Regions from separate parts of the Mus musculus genome. Here regions 2 and 3 are each linked to region 1. A link is a contact called in public HiChIP or PLAC-seq data. All regions are on one chromosome and are shown on one strand. Each heading gives the region's core, a stretch centred on a gene start, on an enhancer-like site or on the middle of the called end of the contact. The rest is flanking DNA. Distances are from core to core; before and after follow the strand shown.

Region 1 (4,064 bases), core at 1,148-3,647:
CAATTTTTGTACTGGACTCAGCTGACCATCCTGCTCACAAGTACACTGTAGTCCCAGGGAAGTGAGAAAGTGGGGTTACCAGCCTTGTTATCATAGAAAATGAACAGTGATTCTTAATTGACATCATCAGATGCCATCCATCCTCATGTTGAGGTCAGGAAAGGACAGTGCAGCAAATTTAAACTAGCTGAGTTCACACAGAAGAATTAGAAACATGTTCTTGTCTCTAAAATCCCCTGTCACACACATTTGTACTGAAATGCCAGCTTAGTGATGGGGCTCTGGCTTCCAAAGCTGTGTGTGACACAACCCTGCTCTCTCTTTCTCTCTTTGGGGGTGGGGTGGGATGGACAGCTAGGTATAGTATTCTGAGGAGTTACACATATTAATCATAACTGTAGGCAGTGGTGATAATGAAGCTGACCAAGACAACTGACAGAAAAAGGCACTTATTTGGGGCTTACAGTTGCAGAAGATTAGAGTTCATGATGATGTATTTGAGGTAGCAGCCAAGAGCTCACACACAAGAAGGGAGAGCCAACTAAGCCGGGCGGTGGTGGTGCACGCCTTTAATCCCAGCACTTGGGAGGCAGAGTCAGGCAGATTTCTGAGTTCGAGGCCAGCCTGGTCTACAGAGTGAGTTCCAGGACAGCCAAGGTTATACAGAGAAACCCTGTCTCAAAAAACAAAAACAAAAACAAAGAGAGAGAGAGCTCACTAGAAATGATGTGAGGCTTTTGAATCCTCAGAGCTGCCCCCAGCAACATACTTCCTCCATCAAGGCCATGACCCCTAATTCTCTCCAAATGGTCACCATCATCTGGGGACCTAGTATTCAAATGTCTGAAGCTCACGGGGGACTCTCACTCAAATGACCACAGATGCGTCTTTAATGTAGAGTATCTTGTAGGCAGTAATTGTCCAGAAAACCTAAAAGTTGGGCTGGGATGTGTTACTCGAAGAGCACTTGCTTAGCATGCACAAAACCCTAGCTGAGTCCCCAGCACATGGATGTGAACAACCACCACAAAGTTAGTATTTATTGATTTTCACTCCTCATTTAGCTATTATTTATAGAAATTTGAAGATCTTGTAATCACTGTTTGAGGCACACAAGTCATGTCAGTGAGTGAAATTCTCTTTATGGAGCTCTTTTAAGTGGAGAGAGATATATTAAAAATTTAACATAGCTTGGCCTGGTGGTGCACACCTTTTATCCAGCAGAGGCAGGCAGATCGAGGCTAGTCTGGTCTACAGAGTCTACAGAGAGAGAGTTCCAGGACAACCTGGGCTACACAGAGAATCTGTCTCAAAACCAAATAAATAAATAAATAAATAATAAACTAAATATAAGGTCAAGGCAAGAAGATTGAGAGCTCCAGGCTAGCCTGGGTTTCATAGTAAATTCTAGTCTGGGCTACATCTAAGAGTTTGTTTAAAAGAGAAAGAAAAGGAAAGAAAAAAGAACACTCTAAATAAGTAGCATGTAGTGTGTAAGGGGTGGAAAGGGTTGACAGGATCAGGAGTGTTAGGCCAGGGTGGATGTGGATATTCAATACTTTACTTTGAGAAAGAGGGCCATGTAACCCAGGCTGGCACACATTCTTGACCATTTCATGCCTTATTCTCTAAAATGCTGCATCCCCACCACAGCACACACAGACACAGACACACACATACATACACACACACATACACACACACACACACACAAACACACATACACACACACACACACATACATACACACAGTTTCTTTGTAGACTGGGCTAGCCTTGAACTCACAAAGACTCACCTGCTTTTGCATCCCAAGCGCTGGGAGTAAAGGTGTGCACCAACCCTGCCTGGCTGTGTTATGTTCTTCAACAGAACTGTTCAAAGGGTGAGTGAGGCTAGAGTGAGGCTAGTGAGTGAAATTATCAATATGATGGTGGGTGTTGTAGACCAGTGTTTTTCATTGCGTGTGTGCTCTGGACCAATTACAACAGCTCCCAGAATTTACTACAAAAATAAAATTCAATCCAGTGACCTGTTGGATTATATTTACCACCCGCCACCCACCTCCAATCTTTTTTTTTCCCATCTAGGTAAGGTCACATGTTTTTCAGGCTGTTATTGAACTGGAGACATCACTGTGTTAACCTCCTGAATTCCTAGGATTTCAGATGTATGCCAGAGAACCTGGCCGGGCTACATATTTTGCCTTTAGAAACAGAAAATTTGGGAGTGGGGCTTAGAAACCTATATTTTATCAAACTAACCAATCCCTGATGTATATACTATACTAATTATGAGAGCGTGTCCCATTCCCTTTTCAGTGATCGGGATTGACCCCAGGACATTGTGCATGCTGAGTAAGCACTCTGCCACAGTTTTGGCAACAGTCGGGAATGAAAGCTCCATATTTACTTAGCCACTTGTTCTTCAGGGAGGCTGGGACTGAGGAAGGAACGGCAGTGTTGGGCTTTGGGGCTGGTTACTCCTGCTTCACTTGCAGTTCTGAGGCTGAGAATGGCAAACTAGTCAGAACTAGTTTGTAGGATTGCGGGAGGGAGAAAGTAAATCCAATGCACATGGAATTATAGGGGCAAGTGAGGCTGTGCTAAGGGAGTGCTATAGAAGCCTTACCTTTTTTCCTTTATTATTGAAATTAGTGAGTCATTCAGCACCATCTCACTTCCTGCCATCCTCCTTTCAGCCTCTTCTGTGAATCTTAGCTCATCAGATTCTCTGTCAACACCAGAGCTGGAGAGAGAATGCAAGGTGCACTGTGAAACAAACCAGAAAAGAAGCAGACAGGAGGATCTGTGTGCTAGAGATCAGCCTGTGTACGCAGCAGCTCCAGGACTGTCAGAGCTATACAGTGAGACCTGCCTTGGGGTAGGGGTAGGGGAAGTCATCATTATGTAAAATAACATTTATGTATTTTAAAAAAATAAAATATTGAGGACTTGGCCTGGGCATGTAGCCATCTTGGTAGAGTTTTTGCATAAAGCCCCGGGTCTTATCCCTAGCACACTGCTCTAACTTCTGTGCTGGCACACACTGGCACTGAAAAGGCAGAGGCAGGAGGATCAGAAGTTTAAGGGTCATTCTCAGCTACATAGCAAGTTTAAGGCTAGCCTGGTCTAAAAGAAAAAAGCAGACAATCAAATCCAAAAACAAAAAAAGATTCAAGTAGGTTTTAAAGCACACACTTCTCATGGGAACTTTGTAATTACAGAACTGAGAAGTAAATCTATTCCTTTATCCAGAATCAAGCTCTGGAAGCATTCTGATGTAATTACGGTTTCTTTGGTATTTGTACTTTGTTTTTTGTTTTTGAGTCCTTTGTACACTATATGATTCTATATAGTCTTGTAACTCACTATGTAGACCAGGCTGGCCTTGTACTCACAGAGATCCATTAAAGTTGCACACCACCACACCTGACAAATTTGAAGGTTTTATCTCAGAAAAAAGTAAACACCAACACTGAGTGTATAACTTGATATATGTTACATGCACATACATGTGTGCATGTGGTCACAGCCCAGCTAGATGGTGTCAGGTTTTGTTATATGTGTGTGCATGCATATTAATTAAGTTTTATGGGTGATTTGCCTGTATGTTTGCCTGAGAGTGTCTGATTCTCTGGAATCGGAGTTATAGACAGTTGTGAGTCACCATGTATGTGCTGGAAATTGAAGCCCAGCCCCCTAGAAGAGCATTCAGTGCTGTTAACTGTTGAGCTATCTCTCCAGCTCTCTCACTAGCAGTTTTGACATAAACATAACTGTTTCTCTCTGCTTGTGTTGGCTAGTTTTATGTTAAGTCGACATAAGCTAGAGTCATTGGAGAGGAGGAAGCCTAAGTTGAGAAAATACCTCCATAAGATCAGGCTGTAGGCAAGCCTGTAGGGCATTTCTTAATTAATGATTGATGTGGAAGGGTCCAGCCCATTGTGAGTGGGGCTGCCCTTCAGCTGATGGTTCTGAGTTCTGTAAGAAAGCAGGCTGACAGTCCATAGGGGAGCAAGTCAGTAAGCAGCATCCTTCCATGGCCTCTACGTCAGCTCCTGCTTC
Region 2 (4,167 bases), core at 1,145-3,644, 160 kb after region 1:
AACTTTGCAGGAAGAGGGCCCTTGAAGGATTCTCCAAGCCTTTCCCTGGTTGTTGACTCCTGTCTGTCACTAGGTAAACAATCATCACCATCTCCTCCTCTCCCTCCTCCTCTTCCTCCCCCTCCTCCTCCCACCCCCATCACACTACACTCTGCTTCACAGTGGATCCAGAGACCTCTCTCCTTTGAGTTGCTCTGATGACTGTTCCTGGTTGTCAACTTGACCACATCTGGAATTAACTAAAACCCAAATGGCTGGGCACATCTATGAGTGAGGGATTTCTTCTTAATTAAATCATTCGAAGTGGGAAGACCCACTTTCATCTGGATTTTTTTTTTTTGATATGGGATGATCCACCTTTAATCTGGGGCCACCTTCTGCTAGAAGCCTATATAAAGGTCTTAGAAGAAGGAAAAAGTATTTTTTCCTGCTCACTCTTGCTAGCAAGACCATTCTTTCACTGGCATTAGAGACCACTTCTTCAGGATTCCGTTGTGTACTGAAGACCAGCAGAGACAACCACTACTGGATTCTTGAACCCTCTATTGGTAGACAGACAGCCATTGTCAGACTAACTGAACCACCCATAAGCCATTCTAATATATCGAGAGAGAGAGAGAGAGAGAGAGAGAGAGAGAGAGAGAGAGAGAGAGAGAGAGAGACTCATTCTGTAAGTTCTGTTTCTCTAGAGAATGCTGACTAACACAATTGCCTTCCTGGGAAGTTGGTTTCAGCGATTAAAAGTCTGACAAATACTCCCTACAGGATTCCTGAAGCAGAAATACAAACCCACCTCAAATCTGGGCTTTAATGTTGACTTTGCCTTGTAACCTGATTAGGAGTTGAAACATGAGTGGTTGCTGAGCAGAAACTGGAACCGATGCCACATGCTAGTCCCATGGACATAACCACATGAGGCAGAGGGTAATAAGAGGAGCTTTGGTGACCCTGGCCATACCTGCTGTCTCCATGGTTACCTGTGATGACCAGCTGGTGTGTTTGATGCCTGACAGGATACAAAACTGAGGGTGATATAGTAAGATGGCGGTGGTGGCAAAGAACCAACTAGGATGTTGGCTCCAGGTGACTTAAGGTGCAGGAAGGCACCTTGGAGCAGCTGCATCTCACACATCAACTGGAGTTGTGACTAACGTGAGTACCTCCCACTGAGGAACTAGGACGACTCAAGAAGAATCACTGGCCTGACAGCAGCCCCCCTTTATTCCCAGTGTCTTTTTGAGAATCTGTCCTTTCTGCTGGTCAGTGAGAAATGTCTTTCTCCAAGGCTTAACTTTTGCCATGTTTACTCTTTCAAGATTCCCAGTACATCCTCTGACATTCCTAGATTGCTAGCCCAGTTTTACTTATCAGCTGTGACCTTATGCAAGTTACTTAGGTCAGCAAGATGGGGGCTTGAGTTTGGATCCCCAACCCCCATATAAAAAGCTAGGCATGGGAGCTGGGAGCCTAAGCTTGTAATTCCACAGCTGGGAGGTAGAGATAGGAGGATTCCAGGGGCTTGTTGGCCAGCTACTCTATCGAATCAGTGAGCCCCAGGTCCAATGACAGAGCGGTAAAAGAAGACACCTAGTATCAACTTCTGCCACTACACACAAAATGTAGAAAGGACTCATATGTTCTTCAGTAACAAATAGGGAAACAAAATGAGCTATGTCCACATGATGAGATATAAGTTGGTCACAAACAAGCACTAGTATGTTATAAAACAAATGAACTATGGAAACATAGTACTAATTAAAAGAGGCCAGTCACAAAACACCAACCATTGTATACAAAATGTCCAGAATAGGTAAATCCAGGAAGACAGAGAGTAGATTATAGGTTGTGTATGGTTGGAGAATTTGGGAGAACACGGAATGATCAGTAGTGGGTATGGCGTTTCTTTGGGGGTTGTTGTGGAGAGCCCTGGGGCTAATTATATTTGATGTCAATTCTGTTCTCCTTTGAGGGGTTGAGAACAAGGAATGAGTCAGCACTCAGGTGATTTCCTGTAAACCTTCTTCCCACCTTAATTTGTAAAATAAAGGAGAGCTGATGATTGGGCAGAGAGAGGCAAGGTGGAACGGAAAGAAAGAAAAGAAGGAGGTTTGAGACAGAGAGAAGGCAGAGGAGGAGGAAGAAGAAAAGCGGAGCAGAAGCACACGGCCTGGAGAAACTGCAAGTTCTAAGGGTCTCATAGATGTGGAAGATGATAGTGTAGTGGTAGATCTGCCAATCTAGGCACACAACATGTATTCGTATTAATTGTGTTGTGTTTTCATTGCCAGAACATAATTGGGTTGGAGAGATTTACCGCGACAGGGGGTAATAGTGGTACAGCTCTGTTAGTCTATTGGGCACATCTCTGTGTGCATCTGTGAGGGTGTTCCAGACAGGCTTAACCAAGGAGTTAAACACCTACCCTGGCTGTGGACAGCACCACCCCACAGACCGGGGTTCTGGCCTGAATAAAAAGGGACAAATGAGAAAGGGAGCTGAGCCCTAGTGTTGATCCCTTTGCATCTTGGCCTTCCAGGACGTGAATAGGCAGCACTGCATGCTCCTGCCGTGGCAAATCTGCCCTGGTTCCCCTGCCACCATGGACCGCACCCTCATAAGCTGTGAGCTAGAATAACCCTTTCTTCCTGAAGAGCTCTCACTGGGAATTTAGTGACATAGCAAAAAGCGGTGAACACAGGGGGATTGCCTTCTGTGTCAGTGGCATGAAGGACAGAGAAAGCTGTGGAAACATTCCAGATTCCAGGCTGAAGAGATTTGACTCTGGGTGGATCCTGTGCTACAGGGGAAGGTTATAATAAAGAACTTTGTTACGTCAATTGACAAAACTAGAACATGAATAATTTAGGTAAAAATATTCTAGCAATGTAAATTCATGAAGTTTATATCTATACTGTGGTTAGGAGAGAGAAAAATCCCCTCCTCCCTCTTCTCTGGTCTTAGAGATGCAACTTCGCTGCCCTTGAACCTTCTGTGTAGCCCAGGCTGACCCCTAACACACACACACACACACACACACACACACACACACACACACACACACACACACACAAAACTGTCTCTCTCTACTTCTCTCTGTCTCTGTCCCCCATTTTTCTCTAAGGGGCCTCACTTACTGTATAGCTCTACCTGGCCTAGAACTCTGTGTAAACCAGCCTGGCCTTCAATTCACAGAGATCTGTCTGCCTTTGCCTCTAGAGTGCTAGGATTAAAGGTGTGTGTCACCATGCCTGAGCTAGCCTCGGACTCTCAATTCGCCTTTTTAGCCTTCCAAGCAGGAGGTGGATTACATACCACCATACTTGTATTTAATACATACTGTCGAATTAGTGGCAAAAGGTCATATTTTATGTAATTTGTCCTTAAATGTTTCAAGGAAAAAAAAGTGTATGCATGTAATAAAGTTTTAGTAACAGGGAACCTGGGAAAGGGTATACAGGTATGTGTAGTATTTTATGCTTGCAACTTGAAATTTTGGAATTGTTTATAAATAAAATATTACAAGCTTAAAAATAAATTAAAAAAAAAATGAGTAGTCAGGAATAGGTCTGGCAATGTAGCAGAGCGCTTACTTTCTTAGCATTCTCAAGGCCTGGGGTCAGAGAGGGACGAAGGTCAGATGTTCTCTCTGGGCAATGTAGAACTGAGCATGAAAGTAGGTTCAAGAGAATTCTGTGTGTGTGTGTGTGTGTGTGTGTGTGTAAATGTGTATATATTTACATTGCTGGGAGTCTACTTGTGATGTACTGAGTACTTCATCTTCCTGCTATCTGCCTCACCCCTACCCCAGGCCCTGCGGCCTGTCACCATCATTTCCTGACAGCATGCTCAAAGGAAGAAGGTGGAACCCAAGGACCCAAGGTGCTCTGGAGATAAGTAGTGATCACAAGTGAGCTGCCCACCCTGGCTGTCCACCAGTGAGTAGGCAGTCGTACCTATTATCCACTGCATTCTGAGAGATCTATGGTTTTCACAGGTCTTGTCCCTCAGTGCAGCATTTGCCCTGCCTCAGGAGGGTCACTCATTTTTTGTCTGGGTTTTGCGTGTTGGAGATGGGGAGAAAATGCAATGGGACTTACATTTATTGAGGCCAGGCCTCTGTGCTCTACAAAACTACACAGACCTCTACAAAATGGGTCAACTGTGGAT
Region 3 (4,226 bases), core at 304-2,803, 180 kb before region 1:
TGCATATTCACCGGCTATTCCAAACGGGTTCTGAACACACTCTGCTTTAAGACACATTAGTTTTGACACACAGACCAACAAAACGGCAGGGGAAACTCCAGAATAAACACAAAGCTTCCGTAATACTAAATCCCGAAAGACAATCAAAAGCAACCTGGAATATCCATGAGTTCACGACGGTAAACACAGAGACTCAAAAGGACGCGCAGAATCTCTAATGCCATATCACATGGAACCACAAGTCCAGGGGGTTGGAACAAACCCTTTAATAAACCTAACTCCTTCCATCCGTGCCCCCCAAATTACAGGCCCGGACACCGGATTTAACAGGCACCATATGGCTCGGAGTGTCAGGTGGCCAGCAGCAATCCGGCACCCTGGCACACCGGACCACCGAGACCCAATACTCAACCACCTGGACAGCGGGGACCAGGCCCTTTGTAAAGTGGAGTAGTTACAGACCAGGCCCATTGTTCAGTTACATAATCTTAACCGACAACTTCTAGGCAGAGCCAAAAAGGGGGGCTGCCAACTTTTTTTTTTTTTTTGAGTGGCGGCGCAGGACAGCGAGCGGGGTGCGGCGGGGCGGTTATGTAACCGAACCCGGGCAGTGGCGCGCAGGGCTGCAGCGCCGCGGCCTTTTTTTTTAAAGGCCCTGGAGCCGGCTCCTCCGCCCCCTCCATTACCTTGGGAGTGTGCGGCGTGTCGAACAGGCGCAGCTTGCGGAAGGTCTTGTGCGGAGGGGTGCTCGGGTAGTCGGGCTGCGGCGAGCAGGGGTCGTCCATGGCTCGCGGAGCCCCGCAACCCTGCGGGGAGGCATCCCCTGGGCCGCCGCAGCGCACTGGCGAGAACGGGCTGCTCAGAAAGTAGGCGGTCGAAGGTGATTTGACGGGCGACGAGGAGCCGAAACCCTCCTCCTCCCAAGAGTCGCCCTCGGCGCCTCCACCCGCCGCTTGCGCGCCTCCGCCGCCGCCCTGCAGCAGCAAGTCGTCCTCCAGCTCTCCCGGGCTGCTGGGCTCCGCGCCGGGCGAGCGACGGCGGCGCTCGGCCTCGGCCTCGGCAGGGCTGCGTGCAGAAGGCAGGGGCGAATCCGGTTCCTGGAAGGCCGAGTCCTCCCCCGTACTGTGGCCGCTGCCTTCCTCCTCCTCCTCCTCCTCTTCCTCACAGTCGCTGCCCGGCGAGAAGATGAGCTTCTGCCGCAGACTGTAAGCGGCTCCTACGCGGCGGGTGGGCGGCGGCTGCTGTCGGCTCAGGAAGCTCATTTCCCGGCTGCAGTCACGGCGGAGCACGGGAGAACACAGGACCGGCGAGCAGAGGCCGGCGGCGTCCAGGTCGCGGCTGGCACAGGGGGCGGGTCCGCCACGTGCGATCGGGCGCGCCGGGCTGAGGCTGCAGCGGGCCTGCGCGGCGGCAACTCCGAGGCCCGTCAAGCTCACGACGGGGCGACGGCGACGGCTGCGGCGCGGGATGTCCAGCGGAGACTGGCCGGTCCAGTGCTGGCGAAAGGCTCCGCAAGTTCGTCCGCAAGTTCGGGTTCCGCGGCTTCCCGCGACCGTTAACCACGTGAGGGCCCAGCCCACCAATCCCCGCCCAGCCCCGGTTTGAAAAAACAGGGAGGGCGCGACGTAGCCCACGGGGGAGGAACCAGCTACGCGATTTTGGCGGGAACTCGCTGACTCCGCCCCACAGCCTAGGCGCGCCGCCAGTCGTGGGCGGGTCGCGGCATCCCGGGCCAATGAGTGGGCCTGGATTGCACAGAACCCCACCCAGAGTCTATGTTTAGAGGACCGGAGCCTGCCGGGAGCCGCCCTGCGAGGAGGGGCGAGAGGACGGCGGCTACTGCCCAGTGCTGGCCTTGGGTCGGCCTCCCTGTCTCCGGGTTCAGAAGCATCCGGACACCGTGCAGCCTTTGGGGACGCCTAGAAGCCTGGTCCAACCCCAGGTTCTGAGGCCCGACCCCTGGGGCGTTCTGGGCGTGGCTGTGTCCAGTCACGTTCTATAGTCGCGGTCCGAGCCGGAAACAGTGACCGAGCTCTGGACCTTGCCCAGCGCGAAACTCAGATAATGAGCTGCAGGACTAGGACACAGAGGTGGCCTCTCACACAGTCTTGTGTCCCTCACAGCCAGACTTATCCGTGATAATTGGTCCTGCCACAAGCCCGAATGCCTGACCTGCAACCGTGGTGTTTATATTTGTTCGCTTACACGTGAGAGTGCGCTAGCCAAACTGATTGGTCCCGGGAGAGAAAAAAAACAAAACAAAACTGAAGTGTAACAGAGGTGAGTGCTGGCGCACACACCTGTGATTCAAACAGTCTGGAAGCTGAGGCAGGAGGACCAGAAGTTTAAAACCCCTTTGCTCTGTAGTGGTCCTGTCTCATAATTTCCAGGAAAAAATAAGTTTCCACAACCTTCTCAACCGTAACTTAAATCTGTTTACAACAAGTGTGTTCCTATTTTGTATGCTATGATCAATCATTTCTCCTTGTTACGGTTTTGTTTTTTTTTTTTTTAGCATTCTCTGCTGGAGTGGGAATTACTGAGGCCAGACTGTCATACAGAAAAGTAGGTTTCTTTTTCACTAGGAAATTAGAACCCACTTTTGGGGAACTGAGGCCATCAGTAGAAAGCTTGATGTTTTTTAATGTAGATTCACATTATCTGGATAATAGCCTATTATACTCTTCTGTTGTCATTTACTGTAGTTAGGAGTACTAATGTGTGTGTGAGCTTTTTTTAACACTTCAAAGGCTGAAAAGTCAAACTGATTTTTGTTTTTGAGACCTGCCTTTGCCGTGTAGCCCGATTATTTGAACCACCTCCAGAGTGCTGGGATTATAGACCTGTGCACCTGCCAGGCCAGGCTGATGGACTGATCTTTGGTTTGGTTTGGTTTGGTTTTGTCTTGTTTTGTTTTCAAGATAAGAAAACTGTGTAGCCCTAGCTGACCACTAACTCACAGGGATCCATTTGACTTGGGAGTTCTGACATTGCTGTTAGATGGGTTGATCAGGGTGACCTGAAAGTAAGATTGAGCTCAACAGAAGCAAATTGCCCTTTACTTAGAACAACGCAGGCCAGTGAGTTTGGCAGTTTCAAAGAGAACTTCTAGAGTGGAAGTTTCCATATGCAGATCTGTTCCACTTAATAGTATCTCAAAAGCATAAATACAAAGGAGGTTGTTATAGTGATCTTCTTGTGGGCAACTTTTATCAGCTTGTCAATGTCAACTCTTCTGAGATTCTCAGTTCATCTGAGGTTTTGGTTTTTTTTTTTTTTTTAAGCCCTCCAATTACAAGTATGAGTCACAGGTCCAGCTTCCAAGCTAAAATTTAAAATTATTATTATTGCCAGGCTGGGCGGCACTTAATCCCAGCACTCAGGAGTAGAGGCAAGCAGAAACTACCATCCAGCTGAAACTACCAAGTAAGACCCTATTTCAAGAATAAATGATGATTATTAGTGTTTGTGTACATGCTACTATGTAAGTGTGCTGTAGTATGTCTGTGAAGGACATTAACCTTTACTTGAATTGTAGTAGTCAAACTCAGGCTTGCAAAGGCCTTCACTCTGAGCCATCTGTCAGCTCTGCCAAGCTGAATTTTTAATAAAAGCCCATTTTAGTACCTAAGAACATGGCATGAAGGATCCTGAGATCCTACTTGGTGCTTCGAAGTAACCACAGCTGTCTAAATGTGTCTTTTCGTACGCTAACCCAAACTGTAATTATGTTGAGCTGGTTGTTCTCGCTGTGATTGTAGGTCTCTATCAGTGGAGATTCAGGATTCCAAGGTGCATCACACCTGGCTCACACACTTACTTGCCTTTAATTCTGTGTAGGATAAGAACTTTACACCTGATGGCGGTGAGAGCCCTGGAGGGGATATCTGTCACCTCCTCTTCACACCTCCCCTTCTCCACACTTTTTTATGGACAGTTGACATTTTCTTAATTTTACAGGACATATAAATAAAAGTAAGTTTAGAAAACTGCCTTTAATTTATCTGTAATATGATCTATATCTTAAATTGTGCTTTTTAGGTGAAGGGGAACATTAAAACCCCTTACATACCTGTCCCAAATTCAATAGATGTTTCTGAGCCTCTCCTATGTAAGAATTCTGTTTACAGCCAGCAAGATGGCTCAGTTGGTAAAAAGCACAAAAGCACCTGCCACCAAGCCTGATAACCCGAGTTTAATCCCCAGGACCCACATGCTGAGAGGAG

What was found. HiChIP or PLAC-seq counts read pairs in DNA pulled down with a chosen protein or histone mark.
Region 2: an H3K27ac HiChIP or PLAC-seq map of embryonic stem cells shows a contact between it and region 1, with 7 read pairs. The contact joins two enhancer-like sites. A contact is called at or near these places in 3 of 39 promoter capture datasets (the C10 cell line, HPC-7-derived erythroid cells and hematopoietic stem and progenitor cells), 5 of 484 Hi-C or Micro-C datasets (the MNK3 cell line, Th1 cells, embryonic stem cells and 1 more), 4 of 115 datasets of contacts at active chromatin or transcription factors (CD8 T cells, embryonic basal ganglia and embryonic stem cells) and 2 of 9 other capture datasets (adipose tissue and pancreatic islet).
Region 3: a contact with region 1 is called in an H3K27ac HiChIP or PLAC-seq map of embryonic stem cells, with 6 read pairs. The contact joins the promoter of Wee1 here to the enhancer-like site in region 1. A contact is called at or near these places in 5 of 39 promoter capture datasets (cranial neural crest, hematopoietic stem and progenitor cells, liver and 1 more), 2 of 484 Hi-C or Micro-C datasets (the HL-1 cell line and stem cell-derived neural progenitor cells), 7 of 115 datasets of contacts at active chromatin or transcription factors (the 230-238 cell line, CD8 T cells, bone marrow-derived macrophages and 4 more) and 3 of 9 other capture datasets (adipose tissue, liver and pancreatic islet).

Annotation. Positions count from the first base shown.
Region 1 is chr7:109,943,149-109,947,212 of GRCm38.p6, reverse strand. All of the region lies in intron 1 of Dennd5a (DENN/MADD domain containing 5A), which reads left to right. Among named protein-coding and RNA genes, the nearest start is that of Dennd5a, 15 kb to the left of the region's middle. Within about 2 kb of position 2,397, at least 41 of the 459 cell types and tissues checked have an H3K27ac peak or open chromatin away from gene starts, as enhancers often do. A contact at or near this core is called in embryonic stem cells, liver and trophoblast stem cells, where this site is marked.
Region 2 is chr7:109,787,733-109,791,899 of GRCm38.p6, reverse strand. No RefSeq gene overlaps it. Among named protein-coding and RNA genes, the nearest start is that of Nrip3, 8.3 kb to the right of the region's middle. Within about 2 kb of position 2,394, at least 12 of the 459 cell types and tissues checked have an H3K27ac peak or open chromatin away from gene starts, as enhancers often do. A contact at or near this core is called in embryonic stem cells, where this site is marked.
Region 3 is chr7:110,119,386-110,123,611 of GRCm38.p6, reverse strand. Wee1 (WEE 1 homolog 1 (S. pombe)) reads right to left here and starts at 1,553. Exons shown (of 11, transcript NM_009516.3): 1 at 687-1,553. The coding sequence starts at 1,262.